Regions from separate parts of the Arachis hypogaea genome. Here region 2 is linked to region 1. The links are chromatin contacts, called in public Hi-C maps. All regions are on one chromosome and are shown on one strand. Each heading gives the region's core, a stretch centred on a gene start, on an enhancer-like site or on the middle of the called end of the contact. The rest is flanking DNA. Distances are from core to core; before and after follow the strand shown.

Region 1 (5,874 bases), core at 1,224-3,723:
TTATACTCTTTCATTTATTTACTCAATAATCATTGTGTTTACTCTTTAATAATTCTTTCGCTTCTAAATTCTACTCACACCAAACCAGTCCCTGCTTTCCCTCTCAAATAAAGGGCAGCTAATAAATAAACACCTTTTTTTCGTTTAATTAAGATAGATTTTACTATTATGTTAGGTTCTCTCGCAAAGTCCCAATACCCGATGAACAGAAGTCAAAGAATTTCTTTCTGGGTATTTAAACAGGCCGAGGCCCAAGTTAAAGAAGACTTTTGTTGGCTCATTTTAAACGAGATTTGGGCAATCAGGAAGCAGGCCCACCTTATAATATGTTCCTCCACGCATACCCAGGCCTATATTATCTGGGTTTACGGCGTTGTAAGCGTACTGTTCGGACCAAAAACAAAGATACCTCTGTATCGTTCGGAAAAGGATCATTCATGATCCCAAAATTATTAAAAAATAAAAATAAACATAATAGTGCGGGTCCAGTCTGTTCTAATGGCCACTGGCCCAGCCCAAAAAAACGAAATATCTAAATATATTGCATAAAAGAATAAAATTGGAAAGATTTCATATTTTTAATGTGTTATTAATACATTAAAAATCTATTGAACATTATATTTTTATTAAGAGAAAGTATAGAAAACTAATTTTTAGTTAACTAACATTAGTCAACTTTAGTGTTTAGATTTAAAATTTAGAATTTAGAATTAAAAGTTAAATTTAAAAAATAAATAAAATAATTTTTAAAAATTTAGTTAATGTTAATTAAAAAAAGTTGGTTATCTAATAATATTTCTCTTTTATTAAAAATTCTTATATATAGTGTATGAATAAATATTCTTAGCATACTTGTAACTTTGTAACTTATTAGTGACACTAAAAAATAAAAAAATACTATGTCTAATTCGCACTAAGAATGGATAATTCTATTGTGAAATATAAAAATTGGTAGAGATCACATATCTTTCTATTAGTTATGCATTTTTTATTTTTTTATTTTGGTTACAAGAATATTGTTACAATTTACTAAATTGCTAAATGAAAATTACTAAAAATTTTACAATTTACAATATATAAATATTTCTAAATTGACTACTTTCGTTCAAAATAATATTTTGATATAAAGATATATGTTTTGCATAAATATTTTTATATATCTAAAAAATCATATATTACTTAACCATATGTTCATATTCTGGCCCAAAATATAATCCAGGCCCAATAAATAAAGTTAAAAGGTTCAATCTAGAAGATTGGCCTCTACTGCTTGTCCGACCTCCTCAAAGAGGTCGACATCAACGCAAGCAGGCAATTAACACTTATCCAAGTGAGTAACTGCCTCCCTAAATCTCTCATCACTCCTGGAAGAGAGATCTCAACAATCTTAAGATAAATGGACGGTTATCTACCATCAGAAGTGAAACTACTTCAATTGTGGTTATTGGTTCATCCCCTATAAAGACACTGACACACTCAGGTAAATTTAAATTCCAATACTTTAAACCTGCTTAACCCCTTGCTAACTTAAGCATCGGAGTGTCTTGCAGGTACCACCACCCACCTTCTCACAAACAACTCGGACGACAACCACAAGACGTCGGACAAGTCGGAGCACACTCCATTGGGGATTTGGGCCTCACTTACATGCCCAAAGCGAACCTTGTTTCAGGTAATCCCCAGAACATTGACGTCGTTGTCGGAGACCTGGAGATCAACGCTCAATCGCGGACAACCAATACAAAGACAGATGCTCTGCGTTTGAGTCAGATCAAGAATACCAAGACATGGTCAATAACGACCAAGCTTTAGTAGTATCCTAGCCAAGAAAAGAGGAGCCACACGGAGAAGGCCCTTCCGGCGACCAAAGGAGAATATCATCCGAGATCCGCCTCCCTGAAGAGGAGGGACAGCATCATGACGCCGACCTCATGGGATGGCTACAAGGACATCAAGGCCGACTTGAATAGCTAGAATGGGAATTAGAGAGCGTGAAGCGGAGAGGATCCTGAAAAGAGAGATCAAAAGGCAAAGAGAGCTAGAGGATAAGCTCTCAAAGCTAGAATCCAACCTTCAAAATAAGGACTCTTGTACGGCTCGAGAAGATAGTCCGCTGGGGGGAGAAGACCTATTCTTTGAGGATATCATGTGGGCTAAATTTCTCAGAAACTTTAAAAGCCCCGACATGAACCTGTATGATGGAACAACCGACCCAAAGCATCATCTCAGCAACTTCAAGCGTCAGATGTACTTGGCAGACGGCTCGGACGCTACTCGATGCAAGGTCTTTCCGACAACACTGACCAAAGCAGCCATGAAGTGGTTTGATAGCTTGCCCCCTAAGTCTGTATCCAGTTTTAACAATCTCTCACGCAAATTTCTTACCAGATTTTGAATCCAGAAAGACAAGGTCAAGTATGCACCCAGTCTACTCGGAGTGAAACAAGAGGTCGGAGAACCCCTGAGGGAATACATGGAGAGATTCAACAAAGCGTGCTTGGAGATTCAAGACTTGCCTACTAAGGCGGTGATAATGGGACTCGTGAATGCTCTCCGAGAAGGACCTTCCTCTCAGTCCATATCAAAAAGACATCCGACTTCCTTGAACGATATACAGGAGCGAGCTGAAAAGTACATCAACATGGAAGAAAATGCCAGGTTACGAGAACCGAACTGGCGACTTGGGAACCCTCACCAATCAAAGAAAAAGGAGAGGGAGCCCAAGAGGAAAGAAGAAGTCGGACCCAAGACACCCAGAAGGTGTCACAACAACACCCCGTTGAGGGCCTCCCTTGTAGATGTATACAGGAAAATTTGCCACACCGAGAAGCTCCCTTCCCACCCCTACCCCCGCATGGAAGTCGTAATAAGTATTGTGAATACCACAAGCTTTATCGAAACTCAAAAAATGATTGCTATGACCTAAAAAATGTGATAGAAAAGTTGGCTCGAGAAGGTCGACTGGACAGATATCTCACGGAAAGGTCAAGTAATCAAGGAAAAAGGAAGAGAGACAACGAAGACCTCGAACAGAGAGGTCCACCCCCACAAACTCTAGAGTGACATGTTCACACGACCTCGGGTGGCTTTGCTGGAGGGGGACTTACTAAGTCGTCTCGGAAAAGACGCCTAAAAGAAGTCTATCAAGTCAGAGATGCTGGACTCGAACTCCCTACCATCTCTTTCACCAAAGAGGATGGACGAGGTATCGTATCTGGACATGATGACCCAGTAGTAATCACCATGATCCTCGCCAATGCTCACCTGTACAGAACTCTGGTAGATCAAGGAAGCTCGGCTGACATACTGTTCAAACCAGCATTTGATAAGCTGGGACTGGACAAGAAAGAGCTAAAAGCTTATCCGGATACCCTCTTTGGATTAGGGGACGCCCCCATTAAGCCACTAGGCTTCTTTCCCCTGCACACGACTTTTGGAAGGGGACTGTAGTCCAAGACTTTAAGCATCGACTTCATTGTTGTCGATGTAACCTCCGCTTATAATGCCCTGATAGGCAGAATAACCCTAAATCAGCTAGGAGCGGTCATCTCAACCCCTCATCTTTGTATGAAGTTTCCAACAACGGAAGGGATTGCTACCATCGAGGAAGATCAGAAGTTGGCAAGGAAGTGTTATAATGAAAGCTTGAACCTAAGGGATAAAGGCAAGGATGTCAATACAATTGAACTCGGAGGAGTCCGAGTAAGGAAAGAGTTACGGCCACAACTCGGAGGAAAACCGGAAGAAGTCCAAATTGGGCAAAAGGTCTGAAAAAACACTAACATAGGAGCTAAGTTAACAAAGGATCTGAAGCAGGAACTTGTAAAGCTCCTACAACAGAAATCTGACCTGTTCTCCTGGAAAGCCTCCGACATGCCTTGGATAGATCCCGAGCTGATGTCACATAGGCTGGCTGTCTACCCGGGATCCCGACCTGTCCAACAAAGGAGACGCAAGCTCGAACCCGAACGGGCTCAAGTGGTCGAAAAACAAGTACAAGCCTTGCTAGAGGCAGGGTTTATCAGAGAAGTCAAATACCCGGTCTGACTGGTAAATGTGGTGCTGGTTAAAAAGCAGAATGGGAAGTGGAAGATGTGTATCGACTATACCGACCTCCACAAAGCATGTCCAAAGGACCCATATCCTCTACCCAACATTGACGCCATAGTGGATTCTAACTTGGGGTATCAATATTTATCATTTATGGATGCTTACTCAGACTACAATCAGATCCCAATGTATAAATCGGATCAAAAGATAACATCTTTCATCACACCCAAGGCAAACTATTGGTACGTGGTGATGCCATTTGGATTAAAAAATGCAGGGGACGCCTATCAAATGTTCATGAATAAGGTGTTTTCACCTCACCTCGGAAGCCTGATGAAATTATATGTAGATGATATGTTAGTACAGATCAAGGACGAAACCAGTCTCCTGACCGACCCCTCACAAGTCTTTGGTACCATAAGGAAGCATGGGATGAGGCTAAATCCCACCAAGTGCACCTTTGCGGTGCAAGCTGGAAAATTTCTAGGATTCATGCTAACACAAAAGGGGATTGAAGCTAACCTCGACAAGTGCAAAGCAATCCTAAATTCTTGTTTAAAGAAAGTCCAGCAGCTGAATGTCCGACTTGCGGCTTTATCTAGATTCTTGGTAGGATCAGCATTAAGATCCCTACCACTTTTTTCATTACTTAGAAAAGGATGTCAGTTCGAATGGACTCCTGAACGTGAAGAGGCCTTTCAAAAGTTCAAAATATTTTTGAGCCAATTTCCCATCCTTACTTGGCCAAAGGCCGGGGAAGAACTTGTATTATATTTAGTTGTCGCTGAGAAGGCCATGGCGTCAGCAATAATACGAGAAGATGAGGTCGGACAACATCCCATCTACTTCACTAGCAAGGTGCTACAAGGTTCTGAATTAAGGTACCAAAAACTTGAGAAGTTTGCATATGCCTTAATTGTAGCAGCCAGAAGGCTTCGACCTTATTTCCAAGCTCATACTATAAGAGTCCAGACGAACCAGCCGATGAAGCAGATCCTTCATAAAACGGATATTGCAGCTAGAATGATTCAATGGGCCATAGAGTTGTCCAAGTTCGATTTAAAGTACGAAACTCAGACAGCAATTAAAGCTCAATGCTTTACCGACTTCATAGCAGAATATACAGGCGATCACATAGAGGCCTCCACGACTTGGGAGCTATATGTGGACGGATCATCCAATAAAGTTGGAAGTGGAGTGGGCATAATATTGGTCAATCAAGAGGGAACTCAAATAGAAGTATCCCTGAAATTTGAGTTTTTCGCCTCTAATAACCAAGCAGAATATAAAGCTCTGATAGCGGGACTAAAGTTGGCCAAAGAAGTTGACGCAACTAAAGTGGTAGTCTTCAGTGACTCCCAGATAGTGACTTCTCAAATTAATGGAGAGTACCAGGCAAAGGACCCCAATATGAAAAGGTACTTGGAAAAAACTTTAGAGTACCTTAGGCAATTCCCAGAAACTGAGGTCAGGCATATAACTCGGGAATTCAACAGTAGAGCCGATGTCCTCTCCAAGCTAGTGGTGCACGAAATCACAATCACAATTTTGCAATTCTGCACAACTAACCAGCAAGTGCACTGGGTCATCCAAGTAATACCTTACGTGAGTAAGGGTCGATCCCTCAGAGATTGTCGGCTTGAAGCAAGCTATGGTTATCTTGTAACTCTTAGTCAGGATATCAATAATGATTCTTAGTTTTAATTGCAGAAAGTAAAAGAACATGAAATAAAGAGTACTTGTTATGTAGTAATGGAGATCATATTGGGGTTTTAGAGATGCTCTGTCTTCTGAATCTCTGCTTTCCTACTATCTTCTTCTTCA
Region 2 (5,874 bases), core at 2,337-4,836, 110 kb after region 1:
TTGTCGACAGAATCAACATTGTTCTTGATTGCTTGAACCATTTCATCGAGGATATAGATGACAATACTGTCCTAAAGTCTCGACTTACTGATGCGCTTGCCTTTCTCAATCAACGTATTTCCTCCGACATGCATTCATCTCTTGGCTCATTTATTGAGGACGTCTCCTCCCACTTTTCCAGAATTCATGATGCTGACCAAGAACTGAACAAGTCACTTAAGACTTTAGCCGACTGTGATACTCAGCTGAAAAAATATGACATAGCTAAGTCTTAGGTTACCGAGATTTTGTTAGAGGGTCTGGCAAAGGAACGAGAAATGGAGTCAAAGATTTCAGCCTTAGAGAGAGAACTGGCTAATCTAAAATTAGGAAAAAATAAAGTCGCATCCACCAATGATGTTCTCTCTCTTCGACTGCAAATGATTGAGAAGACTCATGCTTCCAAACTTTTGAGTCGAGGTGCTTTAGTCGAAGTAGTCACTCGAGCCACCAATGCCCAAGAATTAGCGCAAGAGTCCTTAAGTCTGGACCAATGTCAAGAGAATTTGAAACTCATGTTTAGTAGCTTGCTTTAGCACTCTTTTGCAGTTATTTTGTTTAGTATTCTTGGCTTATTTTGTTTTAGTGACAATGGTATTTTTTGAGATACTTACCATTTACATGCTAGTTCGACTACTGTTTGTATTTTTTATTCCATACGCATTGCTATCGAAAACTTTTTCTATTTCAAAGGGTCTTTCCCATAAAGGAGATCATTTGCCTTTGACTTCTTCAGTCGGAAGTACTAATTTCAATATGAAGTCACAAATTGCAAATGTTTTACCTTTTACTTTTCGATTGTATGACTTAGATATCATCTCTTTTTGCTTTATCATTCTGTCTAGCACCATGAGTCAAACTTGATCTAATTCATCTAATTCATCAATCATACTCGACCAATATTGTTCAATTGGCAAATCATTTTGCCTTGCCACCTTTATGTTTTACAAATTTATTTCAAGTGGCAATACAGCTTTTTGGCCATACACTAACTCATAAGGTGTCGATTTAATTGATTCTCTTAGAGAACACCTGTAAGCCCATAGCACCTGACTTAGTGTAGTATGCCAATTTTGAGGCTGCCTCCTTATATGCTTCTTTATCAAACTTATCAGAATTTTATTAATGGCTTCGACTTGGCCATTAGCTTGTGCATAATGGGAAGTCGATTGTACTATTTTAATTCCTCGTGACTCAGCAAACTCTTTTATTTGTTGACCAGTAAACATGGTCTCTTGATATGTAACCAGCATTTAGGGAATGCCAGATCTATGAATGATCGACTCCTCAAAAAAGTTGATTATCTTGGCTTTGGTAACTTCTTTCATGGGCACAACTTCTACCTACTTTGTAAAATAGTCGATTGCCACCAAGATAAACTTATGTCCCTTAGTCGAAGGAGGATGGATCATTTCTATTAGGTCAAGAGCCCAATCTCTAAATGATCAATGCCTGATTATAATATATAAATCAGAGGTAGGAACTCTATGAATTGGTGTATGCCTTTAGTATTGATCACAGTATCGAGCAAAATTGATACAATCCTTCATTATTGAAGGCCAATACAGTCCTTGTTGATGTAGGGTCCAATGTATTTTTTTATTTACTTGATGAGCTCTACAAATACCTTCATGCACCTTTGCCATAGCTAAATATGCATCTTGCATATTTAAATATTGGAGCAAAGAACCATCGACACTTTTCTTGAATAGATCCCCTCCAACCAATACAAAGCTCAATGATAAATCTTAATTTTTTGATCTGTTCTTTGATTGGACTTTTTAAAGAAGTCGATGATCTTATATCTCCAATCATTTGGATCGAGAGTGTTTGCACAATAAACCCCTCTTGCTTCTAAAGGAGGTAGGTTAGTTTCAATTTCACTATACTTCTTTATCAACTTGAGAGATATTTTATAGGCAGAAGCCATTTGAGCTAATTCGTTAGCTTCCTAATTTGACTCTTTAAATATGTGCTTTATTGAAAGTAAGTCAAACTCAGCTAAGAGTTGAACGGCCACCATAAAATATTTGGATAAATTTTGACTAATAACTCAATAGTTTCTAGTCAACTGTTAAATTATTAATTGTGAATCTCCCATAATTTCGATAAGCAAATAAAAGTGAATTTTCAACACTCGCATGCACTTATACTCTATGGTCTTCTGTTGCATTGTTGGGATTAGAATTTTGGCAGAGACTTATGTGTGATGATCTAGTATTTTTTAAGAAGTCCTAGAACTTTTGAGTTTTTACTATTTATAGGCCGTGGAGATGGTCTTGCCATAGAACATGTTATCCACTATCTTACTTCTTCCTTTTTCTTAGCCATGACCTTGCCTTAACTACGAAGAATTTTGACCCCAAATAAATTTTGACACCCACATCTTTTTCGATTTTCAAGTTTCACGTTTTCTTCAACTTGCTCCTCAAATCTCGCACCCATGTTCTTCCCTTAACTTGATGGTCGAGTAGTAAGCCTTAATGTTCAAGAAAAGACACTAACTATCTTTTGACTTTGACGCTTTTTGTACCATCTTTCTTCGACTTCAGCTTGCCCATTTCTTTTTCTTGTAATCGATACTAATACTTTTGTAGTCAAAATCATTAGCAATTGAAACGTTCTTATGTTGAGAAAAAATCATTTTTTATACCAACAATTAAAAATAAGACTGGCCATGGGCGATGTTAATTTTGCTCTCATGAAATGTAGATTTATTATAGTTTGTATTATTTTCTTTCTAAATTATGCAGATTTAGAAGCTTATAAGGATAGCAATGGTTATAGTGTATCTCGTTTTTATTATTGAAAAGAATAGACCATTATTGGACTGTCAATATCCAAATTAAAAATATAGACAGATGAGATATATAGGCCATTTTAGTTCAGAATAAATAAATAATCGTATTACTTCTTCATCAATTAAAATGATATTTTCCCCTGTCAAATCCTCTTGTCAGTACTTATCAACTGATTAAAATTGAAGGCTTAAAATTAAAGGCTTTTAAGAGACGAAAAAGAATATTAGCGTACAGCGTTGCTTGGAAAGTAGATGCCAGGGTGAAAGGGAAAGAATGAATTTTGAACGTATTAAGATATCTAATAATTTAATACTACCTTTTTTTATTTTTTTTTTTTGGTCAGTTAATCAGTTAGAAGTTAGAACTGGAAATAGTAAGACTTAGCTTGGGAACAAAGTTAGGACATTACGTCTAACATTGCGAACACATATATATTAAAATGTTGGAATGGTTATTTTATGTAAAATCTTTAAAAAATAACAAAATACTATTATAAGTATAGTAAAAACTAAGAATTATCCTCCATGAGTTTTGTGCAGTATGATATTTTTCAAGAATGGCAGAAATTGAACAGAAGTTAATCCAGCAGAAATGATGAAACCGCAAACAATTAATTAATTAATTAATTAACTAAATCCTTTCTCATTGACAGTTTATTTTTTTCTAATTCCACATACAACCTAACGGTTGCGTGCACTCTTTGTGTAGCTTTATTCTAATCCATCTATGATAGCAGTATTTAATTAATTAAATATGAGTTTATCCTGGTAGAACCCCCCGGCCCCCTTTGTTTAACCTTAACTCTGGATGATTATGTGTAAGGCTTTTCGCAGACGACAACTCTTGTGAAAGCTACCTTCAATACATTTTTGTATACGCTGTTACAAAATAATAATAAAAACAACAATGCTAGGAACCAACTCTATATAAGTCAAGAATCAGCCAACTGGTAAACCAGAGGCACTGGTGACTTTAACCGGATGTTGCTACTAATAGGCACACGGATGTTTCTTTTTCTTATAAATTAGATGATTTTGGATATGATTTCTATGTTTCATATGTTACGCATTGCTAATACATAATAAATTATTACGGCCCAGCCCAAACGGCTCGCAGGTCAACTCGTCCCGATGACGACCCGACCCGACTGACCGGATGCGAACGGATCACAACGCGACCCGGACACGCGTCCCTGGAAGCTTCCCGCTACAGCTGTGAGGAAGCTTCGAGGAAGGTGGGCCCGCCCTTCACCTCTGACACGATATAAATAGGGAAGGACCTGCCCTTCCCTCGAGGTACGTCACCTTTTCACCTAACATTCCTTCGCCTGCGCACGGACTGACTAGACCGTCGGAGTGTCTTTGCAGGTGGCACCCCCCTTTCTCTCACAACAAGTGCTCGACTTCACGGCAGACCGGGTCCCAACACAACCGCGATTGAGGAATCCTCGCTCCCATTAATCATCACCCGACCAGTCCGGAAACCGACAACCGAACATTGGCGCCGTCTGTGGGGACTTTTCCTTAATGGACGTTGTGCAGGGTCCTGGCGATCAGGGCCGAGGAGCCGGAGCGGAGGGGGCAGCCTCTGTCGCCTCGTTGAGAGTTCGGCGAAGGTCCCCCCGACAACTCACTGAACAGCACACGAGGACACGACCTTTCGGGGGAACGGGCGGCGACAGCGCCATAATAATGCAGGAATTACGGCACAGGGTCCAAAATTTGGAGCGACAGTTAGCCGACCAAGAGCGCGATGGACGAAGCACCGACCCCAGCTACACCCCGTCCCTCGAGCACCAAGAGGGAAACTCCCATCGAAGCCGCCAGCGACACACCTCCGCATCCCGAACGGAAGCGGAGAGCACCCGGGAAGAGTCTCCAATCCCGAGAAGACGAAATGACACCATCATCTACTCCCGTGGCAGAGAGACGCGCCGCACAGCACGAGATCGCGAGGACAGCGAAGGAAGGTCCGGGAGGACACGACAACCTGTGATAATGGGCGTCACCCCGTTCCACCGTTCCATCCTCGAAGTCCGGTTGCCGAAACACTTCGACAAACCAACGGACATGAGGCACGATGGAACTCAAGACCCCCTAGAACATCTCACGGCCTTCGAGGCAAGGATGAACCTAGAGGGGGTAGGAGACGAGGTAAGGTGCCGAGCTTTTCCGGTGACCCTGGCGGGACCCGCGATCAGGTGGTTTAACGGCCTCCCGCAGGGATCCATCTACAGCTTCTCGGACATCAGTCGCGCGTTCCTAGCCCAGTTCACGACGCGAATAGCAAAGGCAAAACACCCTATCAATCTTTTGGGGATAACACAAAGACAGGGAGAGCCGACCCGAAAGTACCTGGATCGGTTCAACGACGAATGCTTGGAAATCGACGGCTTAACCGACTCGGTGGCCAGCCTTTGCCTGACGAACGGCCTCCTCAACGAAAACTTCCGAAAGCACCTTACCACGAAACCAGTTTGGACGAAGCACGAGATCCAGACGGTGGCCAAGGAGTATATAAATGACGAGGAAGTCAGCCGAGTCGTGGCTGCCAATAAACGGCAGTCCGGCTACAACCAAGCTCGGCAACCGGGTAACGGAGAAAGAGCAAAGGAACAAGCCAGGGAGGAGGCACCAAACAAGGCACCCAGGCCGTTCCCTCGGGTCGGGAAGTTTGCTAATTACACCCCACTCACTCTCCCCATCGTGGAAGTCTATCAACAAATAGCTGAGAAGGGAATTCTCCCGAAGCCCCGACCACTCAAGGACCGTACGGGAGGAAACAAGAACCTTTATTGTGATTACCACAAGGGTTATGGCCACCAAACGCAGGACTGTTTCGACCTGAAGGATGCACTCGAACAAGCGATAAGAGAAGGTAAACTAGCAGCATTCTCTCACCTTATCAGAGAACCGAGGAGGCGCTACCGCGACCAAGACGAAGAAGGCAAAACCCACTCGGCGAAACGGCGACAAGAGCCAGAAGAAAGGGACCACGGCCTCACCGTGATAAACGTTGTGACAGCCAAAAACGC

What was found. A called contact is a pair of places that touch in the nucleus more often than the background predicts.
Region 2: a Hi-C map of leaf shows a contact between it and region 1, with 5 times the contacts expected there. The contact joins the enhancer-like site here to the promoter of LOC112779536 in region 1. A contact is called at or near these places in 3 of 8 Hi-C or Micro-C datasets (all in leaf).

The regions. Positions count from the first base shown.
Region 1 is chr3:108,216,503-108,222,376 of arahy.Tifrunner.gnm2.J5K5, forward strand. LOC112779536 reads left to right here and starts at 2,474. Exons shown (of 5, transcript XM_025823836.1): 1 at 2,474-2,870; 2 at 3,515-3,765; 3 at 4,078-5,517. The coding sequence starts at 2,474.
Region 2 is chr3:108,327,660-108,333,533 of arahy.Tifrunner.gnm2.J5K5, forward strand. No RefSeq gene overlaps it. Among protein-coding and RNA genes, the nearest start is that of LOC140183543, 14 kb to the left of the region's middle. Within about 2 kb of position 3,587, at least 1 of the 3 cell types and tissues checked has open chromatin away from gene starts, as enhancers often do.